3 separate regions of the Mus musculus genome follow, and all the other regions are linked to region 1. The links are chromatin contacts, called in public ChIA-PET maps. All regions are on one chromosome and are shown on one strand. The core of a region is the stretch at or near the end of the contact, and the rest is flanking DNA. Distances in the headings are between cores, read along the strand shown.

What was found. ChIA-PET counts read pairs in DNA pulled down with a chosen protein or histone mark.
Region 2: an RNA polymerase II ChIA-PET map of memory CD8 T cells shows a contact between it and region 1, with 78 read pairs. The contact joins two enhancer-like sites. A contact is called at or near these places in 6 of 39 promoter capture datasets (the HPC-7 cell line, cranial neural crest, hippocampal neurons and 2 more), 13 of 115 datasets of contacts at active chromatin or transcription factors (T-cell acute lymphoblastic leukemia, acute myeloid leukemia, bone marrow-derived macrophages and 8 more) and 1 of 9 other capture datasets (liver).
Region 3: an RNA polymerase II ChIA-PET map of memory CD8 T cells shows a contact between it and region 1, with 6 read pairs. The contact joins two enhancer-like sites. A contact is called at or near these places in 2 of 115 datasets of contacts at active chromatin or transcription factors (embryonic stem cells and memory CD8 T cells).

What each region holds. Positions count from the first base shown.
Region 1 is chr7:82,771,088-82,775,392 of GRCm38.p6, forward strand. It overlaps Efl1 (elongation factor like GTPase 1), which reads left to right. Exons shown (of 20, transcript NM_175317.3): 19 at 1,370-1,554. Among named protein-coding and RNA genes, the nearest start is that of 4933406J10Rik, 18 kb to the left of the region's middle. Within about 2 kb of position 2,269, at least 46 of the 459 cell types and tissues checked have an H3K27ac peak or open chromatin away from gene starts, as enhancers often do. A contact at or near this core is called in memory CD8 T cells, where this site is marked.
Region 2 is chr7:83,636,954-83,641,258 of GRCm38.p6, forward strand. Stard5 (StAR-related lipid transfer (START) domain containing 5) reads left to right here. Exons shown (of 6, transcript NM_023377.4): 5 at 651-744; 6 at 3,469-4,305. The coding sequence ends at 3,616. Among named protein-coding and RNA genes, the nearest start is that of Stard5, 7.1 kb to the left of the region's middle. Within about 2 kb of position 2,353, at least 46 of the 459 cell types and tissues checked have an H3K27ac peak or open chromatin away from gene starts, as enhancers often do. A contact at or near this core is called in memory CD8 T cells, where this site is marked.
Region 3 is chr7:83,608,434-83,612,738 of GRCm38.p6, forward strand. Tmc3 (transmembrane channel-like gene family 3) reads left to right here. Exons shown (of 23, transcript NM_177695.4): 13 at 643-891; 14 at 1,411-1,539; 15 at 2,279-2,346; 16 at 4,001-4,129. It overlaps Gm16638 (predicted gene, 16638), which reads right to left. Exons shown (of 4, transcript NR_166697.1): 2 at 3,818-3,954. Among named protein-coding and RNA genes, the nearest start is that of Gm16638, 21 kb to the right of the region's middle. Within about 2 kb of position 1,733, at least 21 of the 459 cell types and tissues checked have an H3K27ac peak or open chromatin away from gene starts, as enhancers often do. A contact at or near this core is called in memory CD8 T cells, where this site is marked.

The DNA of each region.
Region 1 (4,305 bases), core at 1,019-3,518:
CTAAGTCTCTCTCCTCCTCCTCCTCCTCCTCCTCCTCCCTTCCACCCGGGGCTGCCTGGCGTCGGCGTCCGCCATCGAGGGACCCATCCCGGCTTCCACGAGTCCCGCAGCCCCCGGTTCTCCCTTCTCCTTCCTTCTCCTCCCTTCTCCTGCTTCCTTCTTCCATCCCGGCCTGCCTGGCCTCTGCCGTGGCCCGCGCAGCTCGGGTCTCTGTGTCTGTCTGTCCCCCTGTCCCGGTTCTCCCTTCTTCCCTCTTCCTTCTTCCATCCCGGCCTGCCTGGCCTCTGCCGTGGCCCGTGCAGCTCGGGTCTCTGTGTCTGTCTGTCCCCCCCTGCCTCCCTCCCTTCTCCTTCCTTCTTCCACTTTCTTCCACCCAGGGACCAAGCCCGAGTCCAAGTCCCGCGCAGTCTGGGTCTCTCTGTCCCACTGTCCCCCTGTCCCGGTTCTCCCTTCTTCTTCCATCCCGGCCTGCCTGGTCTCTGCCGTGGCCTGTGCAGCTCGGGTCTCTGTGTCTGTCTGTCCCCCTGTCCCGGTTCTCCCTTCTCCTGCCTTCTTCCACTTTCTCCCACCCGGGGACCAAGCCCGAGTCCGTGTCCCGCGCAGTCTGGGTCTCTCTGTCCCACTGTCCCCCTGTCCCGGTTCTCCCTTCTTCCATCCCGGCCTGCCTGGCCTCTGCCGTGGCCCGCGCAGCTCGGGTCTCTGCGTCTGTCTGTCCCCCTGTCCTGGTTCTCCCTGCTCCTGCCTCCTTCTTCCATCCCGGCCTGCCTGGCCTCTGCCGTGGCCTGCGCAGCTCGGGTCTCTCTGTCCCCCTGTCCCCCTGTCCCCCTGTCCCGGTTCTCCCTGCTCCCTGCTTCCTGCTTCCTTCTTCTCCCCGGGGACCAAGCCCGAGTCTGCATCCGACCGAGACGCACCATCCCGGCTTCCGTGCGTCTCGCTGTCCCCGGGTCTGTGTCTGTCAACCTCCCAAATAAAAAAAAAATAAAAAATAAAAAAAATGCCATTCATTGTCAATTGCTTGGTTTCTGAGCTCAAATGGTCTCTTAACACCATTTTGGTCATCGTATTAAAAATAGTGACTGAAGCATTTAAATAGTTATAGGAATCCAGTCACACTTTTCTCATTGGATTTCATGCCCAGAGATAATTCTGCTTGTAATTCCAGAGGCCATACCTCTCACACTGCATGGTGGGGGTTGTCACTGGGGGGCACATTTTGGACTCTTGTTATCTTTTATATGCATTTTTTTCTAATTTTGTCCTTTTAATTAGCAGTTAAATATTCATGGTATCATTACTAAGCATGCAAATTGTTGTGGCTTTGGGTCAAGTTGTGATCGGTGGGTGAACTTAAGGAGTTTTGGTTTTGTAGGCCGAGTCTATGCCGTGCTGTCAAAGCGAGAAGGTCGAGTGCTTCAGGAAGAGATGAAGGAAGGGACGGACATGTTCATCATCAAGGCTGTGCTGCCTGTAGCGGAAAGCTTTGGCTTTGCGGATGAGATCAGGAAGAGGACCAGCGGACTGGCCAGCCCACAGCTGGTGTTCAGCCACTGGGAGGTGAGATGCAGCCCCACCTTCCCGAGAGCCAGGCAGAGGCTACGTGAAGCTGGCTGTTACTGGCATGGGGCCCAGGCAAGGGGCCTGTGAAAGCCAGCTCACAGCACCAACCCAACGAGCACTCTGTCTATAACGTAAATCGGAGTTACAGGGCATTTAGTCCATTCTTCTCTTGCTGCAGACATACGTTAAGTTAAAGAAAAATGACAGCACTTTTGAATGTGAAACTCGAACGCTTTTCCCTTGGGGGTAGGAGGATGGGGAGAGATTCTTCCAGCATCAAGGGGAGAACTCTTGAAGGGAGATCTGCAGTTTGTCTTTATAAGCTCCTGCTCACCACAGCCTTTCCTTGACCACAGCATGGAGTCAAGCACACAGCAAATTTTTGTGCAGTCACAAAAGGACACTCAGTAGGTGCACTGCAGGGAAGAGAAGGGTGTTGTTAGTACCGTGTTCTGAGTGTGTGGGAGGCATGGGGTAGGCCTTCCTTAAAGGAGACTTAGCCATTAACTAGCAGCGAGAACACTCGGCCAGGAAAACTGAGGAAGGAAAAGCCTAAAGCCCAAGAGAGGCTGTCTCAAAACAGCAGTGCTTTCTTGTTTGTAGGAAACCTCGGTAATTCTAGCTCCCTCCTTCCGCGATAGAGTGTAGCCTGGGAGTGTTACTGTCTGCTGGGCTGGTGGTTACGTGCTGTCTCTGCTGCTTACTGGGACAGTGCAGAGACTTCACTTCTGGGATAATTTATGTGGAGCCACCACCTCGAGCCCTGTGTTGTAGGCTTTGCTGCTGGCCAGGGCTCCTTTCTATGTCTGCACTTCTCTCACTTCCTGCAGCTTGATGGCGTTCTTTCTCTAGAATTCTTTAAACACAGAGCTTACATTTACACGATTAGTGAAAAATGGAAATAATTGAGGCAGACCTTTCTCTTTAAACTGTGATCAGCAAAGTAAGAAGTAAGACTTTGAACAGGCACATCTGCTTTAATTCAGTAGTCCCTGTCACCTGGATAGGTGTATGCAGTTTCCAGCCCAGAGCGCTGGGTGTCTGCTTTCCCCATGAAAGTCCAGTCCATGATGCTTGATAGAACCAAACAGTGCTCACACTTAGCTGCATCTCTTTAGTTAGCATGTTTTACAGTCACTCAAGATTTCTCTTGACTTTTACACTTTTGAATGCTAAATGATGTTCTGATGAGTTCCTTCATTGCCTTTTTACCAAGTAGCCTTCATCTTTGTTTCTCATTGTGTCGAAAACATCTAGGGCACTGTTAACCTTCAGCTTATAGTTAACCATTTCCTGTTTATCCAAAATTCTAGCCTTTGAGCTTGGGTTTGGTTTCTTACATCAAACACGAAGCAGTAAAAGAAAGAAGTAGATTTTAAGTGGCAGTGCCTGGAGGGCAGGAGCTCTGCTGGGGTCCTGGGGTCCTAGTGGCCGGTATGTGGTGACTGGGCTGTGCACCTAGACACTGTCTGTGACTGAGTGAGACGATTCTGCTTCTGGGTAGTGACCTTGAGAGGTGCTGCCCCGGTCTCAGTGGTGCTGCCCTTGCTGAGCGCAGCTGTCAGAACTCAGCCTTCTGACATCATAGATGACAGTCATCCAGCTCACAAGGCTGGCCTTGGTCAACACTGGCACAGGAAAGTGGGTTATAGTGTCTCTGATCTAACAGAGGGTATTGGGTACATAAGGCCTGGGACTTTCTATAAACAGAGCCTTAAGTAAGCCTTCAGAGCTGTTACACTGTCATTGTCATTGGATGAGCAATCTATCATATATTTTATTTTCATTTTAAAAGCTCATGAAAGGACCAAGGTATGAATAAGTTTCTCAGGTTGGCTATGCAGCCACAGCTGGTTTTGGATCCCCGACCCTTCCGCCTTCCCTCCTCAGCTAATAAGGTTATATGTTTACACCACCAGGCCTGACCAGAAAAAAAATATATACTGAGTCTTCCTTTGAAACTTATTTTATTGAGTCTCTTTAAATTTGTATGAATGGGTCTAGAAAGAAGGCTCAGGGGGTGAAAACATGGCTCTGCAAACATGAGAACTTGAGTTCAGATCGCTAGCACCCATGTGAAAAAGCAAGTATGGCTGCAGATGTCTACAGTCCCGGCACTGGGAGGATAAGACAGGCAATTTGTGGCTCACTGACCAGCCAGCCTAGTGAAGACACCAGGCAGCTTCCTCTGGCTTCCATGTACACATTCATGGCCATGCACCCGCACATTCATATGCATGCAGTACACACACACACACACACACACTAAAGGTTGTCCTTCATTTCCTGGTTGGTAAATACGGTATGGAGAAAAGGGATAAGACTGCTCTAACAGAGGCATCCCAAAATACAGTGGGCCACTCAGGCAGAGGGTATTTCTCCTTCCAGTCTGAGAAGGCAGTGCAGAGTTTGCACATGGCTCTGTGACAGCCCAGCTCATTCATGTCTTTCCTTGATGGTCACAGCCATTGGTCTGTCACCCACCACAGCTCCATCCCAGCAGAAGGGCTGGGGCTACCGAAACGGTCCCAATCCAACCCTTAGAATACAGTTTGGATTTTCCTCCTTATCCCATCATCCAGAACCAATCATATGGCCACATCTAACAACGCCCCAACCTGAGGAAGCTGGGAAATGTAGTCTTTAACTAGGAGTCCACAAACTGCTGCCCCTTGTCTGTTATTAGAAGATAGCCTTATCAGCTCACCTGGTATTTTCTGTAGCTGCTTTCAAAAGAGTTAAATTGTT
Region 2 (4,305 bases), core at 1,103-3,602, 870 kb after region 1:
TTGGAAACCACCAACAAGCTCTTGTGTCCCATCCTCTTCCCTTGTCGAGTTGAGATTTTGTGCCATAGGGTTTAAAATGGGGAGACCACATACCAGGGCTTTATCATGTGTGTCCCAGATTTTTGTCAGTGCTGTTTTTATCTCTGCTGATCTCAGCTTGTGCTGTGGACATGCAGATAGCAGCTAATCTCTTTGTAAGTCAGTTTGTCAAGTCATGGGAGCATCTAACCATATGGTTGCTTTCTGGGGTTCCTGCCTTCTGGGGAGCAGAGTCCAGTCATTCCTCTGTATCTGCCCCTGGGGAAGGTGAGGGACACAGCCTCCTTTCTTTGGGCTGAAATCTGAGCGAGGAGTCTTTCTTCTTATATTCTGGAATGTTCTTTCTTCCCAAATTCTTAAAGGGTTGGAGAAAACTGTGTGTGGTAGTGAGTGCATGTGTGTGCGTGTATCTGAGCATGTGTGTGGGGGTGTGGGGGATTGGGGTGAGGATGCACGGGTGTGAACTGGAGTGAGTGTAAATGTAAGGAAGGAAGTTGACTGGGAAGCTGGGCTTCAGGCACTTGGCCTGTGCAGGCGCAGGATCTTCAGTGCTGGCGGTGGAGACCCTGCTGTCTGCAGGTGAGTCCACTGACTTCATGTCTGTCTTCCAGCTACCCATGTGGAACATCCATTGTGTCCCCCAAAGCCCGGTTTTGTGAGAGGATTTAACCATCCATGCGGGTGCTTCTGTGAACCACTGCCAGGGTAAGGAAAGTGGGTGGAGAATTTTGTCTTAGACCCAACCATAACACCACTGTGAACTCAGAAAACAGGCACTTCAACTGTAATCTACAAAAATAATATCAATGTTACAAAATGCACTGTCACACATAGGCTTGCATGACATGATGTGCCACTCTTGGTGGCACCTGGCAGAGGGGTAAGGAGGTGTTACCTGGATTTAGCTTTTGTTGTTGTTGAACTCAGAGATCTGCCTACAGGTGCTGGGGTTAAAGGCATGTGCAACCACCAGGTGCCCAGCCTCACAGGACAGGTCAGGCAAATGTCCCAGTGCCATTAGGCAAATAAGCAAGCTGAGGGTTAGGACAGTTAAGTTATGCGTCCACAGTCAAAGTCCAGGAGCGCAGTGTACTGCCTGAGCTCCAGGTCTTCTGGACTCTCTGAAGATATCCACCAGACTAAAGTAGCTCCAAGAACAAATTCCCCACCCTATGTTCACGCAGCGACCACCTTCCTGTACAAGAAAGGCGGCAGATCTCAGGGCATGGAGGATAGTTCTGAGACCATGCTGTGAATCGGCCCTGGAAAGAAGCCCAAGAGCCCTAAATCACTCACAGATACGGCCAGGGTTTTCCTGAGAGCTCTCTGGGTAATGAGTTACCCTAAGGCCCCAGGTTTATAATGAGCAGCACCCAAGTTAACAGTGAGAGAGATTGCACCTGCTCATGGGTCCCTGCACATAGCCGGAGGGGAAGGTGTGGCCTTCCCCACACAGTTCCAGGAGGCAGGTCTCAGTGCCTAGATTACTAAAACCCAGACAGAGCACCCCCACCTAACACCATGTCTGCTAATCTGGCTCTCCAAACAGCTCTGGGAAGGCTTTTCTTAAATGTCACAAATTTTTTGAGTTTGACAGTGGTAAAGCATGGACGCGTGCGCGCACACACAACTTTATTCCCAGTGCAGAGGAGACCAGACCCTCTGATGTGGGCCTATAAAACTACCCTTGACCACTTTTCATTGCCATGTTCCCAACAGTCAGATGCTGAGACCTGCCTTGCCCTTCCAGGCTGCCGGGCATATTTCAAGGAGGGTCTAGACAAGTAAGAGCCGTTTCTCCTTGAAGCTGAGGCTTAGGGCTGGCTTGGGGAACACACAGTCTGCAAGCTTCAGGCTATGTAACAGTGGTGATGGTACAAGCTCTATAAGAGGGATGGGTGGGCCAGAGAGGTTAAGTAGCTACCCCAAGACCATGAATAGACCCAACAAGTAAAAAGCCACACTTAAACCCGGCCAGGTGGTTTTTATGTTGACTATCTTTGTTTTTCTCTTTTTTAAAAAACAGATAAAAGACATGTGTTCTCTGAGTGCTTAATTCTGATGGGGTGGGAGAAGATAAACAAGGCACAAATTAAAGAAATTATGTTATACATACACTAGACATTGCTTACTACAAGCTAAGTGCTGTATAGAAAACTAAAGGATGATGAAAGGACCTGGGGTCTGGTCGGAGTGAGTCACCGCACAGATCACCAAAATCCCCCTGGTTGGAGCCTCGATTGGCACAGTGGCCTGTGCAGGTGCAAGGTTCCTCTTGGTGAGAGGGTGTGGCCACAAGAGGACTGGCATGGGAGGAAGCCACTGTGTTGGCTCAGTGGAGCCAGAAGAGAGGCTAGAAGAAATCATTGAGGAAGCAGGGCCAGGCCCCTCTAGACATTTTGGGAGCTTTAGAGAGGTCTGAGCAGCCATGCCATGACTTCAGTGTAAACTGCTTTGTGCCCAGAGTAGAAGGAGCTGTGAGTCAGGGCAAGAGGCCACACTGGGGAGCAAGACTGTGTTCAGATCAGATCTGAGGTGTCTGGGCTCAGACTATCTGTGACAGAGGAAAAGCATCTCAGAGGGCAGGAGAGTCTGTGGAGGAGGCAGCACCAGAGCTGCATTTGTGATGTGCCTACTGTATGCAGGGAGCATTCTCTGTGTTCTGCCTACTGTATGTATGTAAGTTCCGCATGTATTCTGATGAGTATGTCAGGCAAACTCCTGGCTTTCCTGTAAAGACAGCCGTGGTGCCTCTGAGGCCCCTTTTATCCACTTTTACTTACTCTGTGTGTCTTTCCCCACGTGGTTTGTCTCTTCTGTGATGTTCTCCCATCAAGCCCAGGGCTCCCCAGAGAGAAACATAGTCACTAACTCAGATTTCTTACTTATCTGTTCAAGTTTCCAAAGAGAACACAGCTGAGTGACTATGAGGGATAGCTTGAGCTTGGGGTGAGGGTGGGGGTGGCGTATGGGCAGAGAAAGTACCCCAGAATCAGTGGGAGGTGGGGAGGGAGAGAGAACATGGAATCTGACGGAGGATTTGTTCCCTCTCCCTCTGTATTTCCCTCTCTCCCTCCCCCTCCCCTCCCCTCCTCCTTCTGGCTGTCTTTCTCTGCACAGGGGTAAACTGATAAACAGCTCCTTATACACAAAGCCCAGGAGGGGTTGGGGGGATGGGCTGTCAGTAGCCATAAGGAGAATCTGCACCTAGCTGTCCTACCAGCTCCCCAATGTGTTTGTAGCAACTGTGCCGTGTGTCCCCTAGAGGCTATGCTATCATCCACAACAAGGAGGCTGAGAGGAGTCCTGGGCACTGAATCTAGAGCAGGAGTAGAAGTGACCACCATGTCTGGACCACTTCTGCTGGTCATGGCTCTGAGCTAGATGCTTCCATGGTACATATCTAACCCGCATCTGCTATTTCTTCAGGGATCCCAACAAAACCAACCTGGTCACATTCTTTCAGACAGACCTGAGTGGCTACCTCCCTCAGAGTGTGGTGGACTCCTTCTTCCCTCGAAGCATGGCTGAGTTCTACCCCAACCTTCAGAAGGCAGTGAGGAAGTTCCATCACTGACAGTCGCCTATTGGCAGGGATTGCCTATGGTCCTTCAGGAACTCCAGCTGTTGAGCCTCAAAGGACACGGAAGAGCTGCTGAGGCCTTTTGAGATGCCATAGTTAACAGCAAATCTCAGGGTTCCATTCCAGAGGAGCAGCCCATCCCCCCACACCACCCTCCGTCCTCTTGGGCTTGGTGTGGAAGGAGCTAACCACTAGCTTGCCGTGGTGCACACATAGGCCTGGCAGGCCAGGGCAAGTCCCTCTATGGCCACCTGAGAGATGGCTCACGTACTCTTTGATTCCTTGTGGTCCAGAGCCCTGTGTGCTGGTTGCTGTAAGACACCTTGTCCCTGTGTGGGTCTTAAAGAATCATCATCCATTGTGGTCGCTAAGTCCTGCTTCCTCTGGCATCTGGAGTTCCCAGACTCCTGTGTTCCCTTTCTGGATATGCTTTTGTATACAAATTTTTAGCACAAGACTTTCACTCTTTACAAAAGTGTCAACTTGGAAAATGATGTTTTAAACCACAGGATAAGCCTTAAGGAAAAATACTTTCAATCTACCGTTTGTGATCTCTTCCATCAGAATCATCTCTTTCTATCTGTTTCTCCCTTTGTGGGTTAAGGTTCACATCCCCATGAAACCGGCTTGTAACTGCCTCAGGCCAGTTTGTATCTTTGGGAAGGAGTGTGAATTCTTGTGGC
Region 3 (4,305 bases), core at 483-2,982, 840 kb after region 1:
TAGTTTACTTAAAGAATACCATAAATAAATAAAAGGGTATTTATATATATGCCAAAGAGGTCATAGAGAGCCAGGCTTGGAAATCCCATAGACCTTGGCCCTGACCTGCAAATTAACTGCAGTCTGTCTGGAGCATTAGTCTACCACCTTCTGAAGCCCAATCTCCTTCTGAACATGACTTAAACTCAAATGAGCAGATACTGTCCAAACACCCGTGATGTGATAGGAACCCCTCCCTCTGCCTTGAGGTTGAAAAGAAGTTACCTAGAACCATAGAACCATTTCTGATACTCATTAAGTGACAGTGAGCATGGGTATGTTTTAGCTGGTGTCTTGTAAGTGTGGTCACCTCTAGTCAAATGGTAAGGGGAAAGGAAGGAGAGAAGAGAGGAACAAAGAGTGGGGAAAAATTGTGACTGGGGATGGAGAAAGAGACAGGGTAGAGAGGGAAAGAGAGAGAAGTATGGTCACCTGGGGAGAGAGAATGATCCCTCCAAAGCAAATGTGGCAGCTCCTTCATTTGTCCAAGCTGGATTCTTAAAAACATAAATTACCTACCTCCCTCCCTCCCTCCCTCCCTCTCTCCCTCCCTCCCTCCCTCCCTGCCTGCCTTCTTCCTTCCTTCTCTTCCCCTCTCAACAGGAAGCTGCTACTAAAAACATAACAAGCCACTGGGCAGATGCTCCCACCTTCTCTGCCACCAGGACAGTGCCTGAAGAAGGGCAGTGGCCCACACCTGGATCAGGAGCGGAGCTCAGGAGAAACACTAGCACATGGGTCGTAGAAGAGACAAGCTTTCTGACTTCTATCACGCCACATACAAAGGCCAACAAGACAGTGCCCTACATGCAGGGCCCACAAGGCCAGTGCTGGGAGACATATGTCGGCCAGGTGTTTTCCTCTGCCCTTTGAGAAGTCCCAAACACTTCACCCTGGGAACACTCTTGGGCATCACTGTCCCTTTTTCATAGAAGAAGAATATGGAATCCAGTGAGGTTTTAATATTCTGTGCTCCAGGATTCAAAATTAATCCTAGTGATCAGAGCAAAGTTACTGTCGAGCAGTGACTAAGCAAGGCCCTTGTCAAAGGTCATCATCAACCTCATAGGCACATCTGGTTAAGAGCTTGTGTTTCAGAGCCTCAGACCTTAGGGTCTTCCTAAGATTTACGTAGTAGTGTCTTTGCCTTGGATCTTGAATCCCAAACCCAAACACCCATGATATATAGAAACCCCTCCCTCTGCCTCTGTGCTCTATAGAGATATGAAGGGGAAACATAAGAGGGCTCCTGGCTCTGGCTCCATGGAAGGGACAGAGACAGGGAAAACCAGGAAGAGAACTGTGGAGATGATAGGAGGGAGGATTGTGGGGGGTCAGGACATGGTGGCAGCAGGACCCAATGTGTTGCAGGAGATGCTGAAGCTGTCTGTCATCGACATGCTCTTCACTGTGGCCAGCATCCTCCTCATAGACTTCTTCCGAGGACTTTTTGTTCGCTACCTAAGTGACTATTGGTGTTGGGACCTTGAAAGCAAGTTTGTAAGTAAAATCCTTCCCCCAGTATTTCACTTGCGGAAGGTTCTAGAAGTAAACCCATCTCTTCCTGTTGGCTTGTCTGTGAATCAGGTGGGCATGCGTCATACAGCTTTTTCTGGGGAGTCTACTTTTGTTCATCTCAAATAGAGGGAAACAGACCCAGGAAGTGGTTCTATTCAAGTCTAGCTTAGTGAACCTACAAGAGTCTTGGAGTTACTTACAAAAGCATGGGTGAAGGGTTACTTACAGACACATGGGTGACTCAGACAGCTACTTCACTAAAATGCCAATGCCAGCATGGGTGATGTGAGCAAAGCTTGCTGCGCAACTTGTAGGCAGCTCCACTAAAGAATCTTTCCTTTCCTTGGGAACTGCTTGCATAGCCTAGGGCAGGCCCTTCTGAGCCTTGGACATTTCCTGAGCCTTAAGTCTTGACTTTCCTAATTCTCCTGACCCTCCTTTCAGAAGGGAATGCTTCAGTCTAAGAAAATAGCTACATAAGAGCATGGTCCAGGGAGTGAGGCAGAGATACCACAAAGGGGATTCACGAGGAAAGAGGAGAGGCCATGCTCCACTGAGCTCCTGCCCCAGGCTTTTATTACACCATTTGCTGAGAGCCAGCTAGACAGTGATCTCTGAGTATCTATAAGAGCGAAGAAGTTGGTACAAATGGCCATCGTGCACTACTGTGCACAAAGGACTTTATGACTTCTTTCTTAATGCAAATGCTTGTCTCTAACAGCCTGAATATGGAGAATTCAAGATTGCCGAGAATGTGCTGCACCTTGTCTACAATCAAGGCATGATTTGGTAAGGACAATGCTGCATCTCAGCTTTTCTAATGTCATCTGAGCTAAGGTTTCAGTGGGCCCAGAGGGACCTATACACAATGCCAGCCCTAACCCTAACCCTAACCCTAACCCTAACCCTAACCCCAATAGGGTGACAAATTCTTGAGTGAGGTGATTTTAGTAGTGACTTCCTGAGGATTTTACAGAAAAGAATGACAGAGGGAGTGGCTCCTTTTTAAACCACTTTTGGTCATAGCCCCTAAAGCACCTGCATAGGAAGTAGTAGAATCCTTCATCTGGGAAGGAGGTAAGCAAGCAGAAGACTGCTTCTTGCCAAGGTGTCAGGACCTCTGTGGTTACATTGGAGCACTTAGAGACAGACCGTTCTTGGGCATTTCCCATTATTCCTTTCATGTAGACACTAGCCTCAGATGGAGGCCTATTCTTCTGAATAGCTCGCACATCCTGAAGGGTGACCAGGATCCTGGCAAGACCTTTTGACTGGGACACCTCCAGCCAAGCAGATCCTGTTCCTATGGACACCAGGGCATTGGCAGAGGTCATCTTGCCATTCTTTTCTCAGTAGTGGGTGGGGACCTCCCACTTTACCTATGGGACCACAAATGGCGCCGTAGGTCCAAATAATGTTAGACAAAGAAAATGAAGAAGCTTGGGTATTCTGTACATTCAGAAAAACAACTTCCGACATCTGTCACAGACTGCATAGGGAACCCAGTTGTATAAATCAAATTGTTGTAACCATATGTACTATTTATTTAATATGTGCTAGATCCCTGGAATACTGAGCTAAATTTTTCACTGCAACTCTTTCAAGTAATTGCAGTCTTTGTATGCAGTAAAAGATGATGAAGAGAGGCACGAGAGACATGTCTGCCATAAGAGAGCAAACGACTGCTCTTAAAACACTTATTAAACATTTCATTTTCCTGCCACTAAATATGAATTTCACCAGAATAGGTTCAATTGCATATTCAATACAAATTGATTTTTAACTAAAGTGGAGGTCCTGGGCTTTGTTGTACCTTTGACATTTGTGCCTTGGCTAGATGTCCTGGCTTGTTTGAGATAACTGAGTACTCTCAGCTCATTAATTCTGCTCTTAGAAGTGTCCACATCTAGACACCAGGTCACTCTTTGGGTAATATGTGTTTGAGCAAATTGATTTGTTTCCCCAGGTTTGCCTTCCTGATCTACTATCTTGGTAATCTACTCTTCCTTTCACAGTTTCAGATGATTAAGTGGACTAACACATGTGAGGTGCCTGAGAACAACAACCGACAAAAGTTGGGGATGTTTGACCTTTGTTAATTCAGTCTGAAATGCAGTAACTTATTAACTTAGTTCTTATCCCAGACCTGCAAAGTCTAGAGTTTATTCCAGGACCTGATTCTCCAGTGTCTTCTTCTCCCCAGAGGAGGCCTTTCCTTTTCCTGAATGAGGAGAGAGATGAACACATCACCACCACCCACCTTCAGGGACTCATCATCCCTCTGGAATGTGCAGACTGGGTCTTGTACCTTCAGAAGTTTCTTCGGTTCTTGAAGTGCAGGGTGTACACGGAATGTCTCACACCCTTGCTCCACCATGGGGTATCTGGTATGCAACCCTGAATGTGAACACACAGAGACTTACTTGACCTTCTTCCATTTCAGGATGGGGGCCTTCTTCTCTCCGTGTCTGCCAGCATTCAATGTTCTTAAGCTCATTGGGCTGATGTACCTGAGGAGCTGGGCGGTGCTGACCTGCAATGTACCCCACCAGCAAGTGTTTCGAGCTTCCAGGTTGGTAGCTAGAGTTGCTGCCTCCAGCTGAGACCATGCATCCTCTGAGCCTCTTCCAACTAGGGGCCTCCTACCATGGTATCTATCAAACCCTCAAGTTTCTCTGATGGGTTCCCCCATGAAGTCACTGCCTATTCCCCACCCCACCTTGAAATCAATTGTCACCCCTTTGGAGT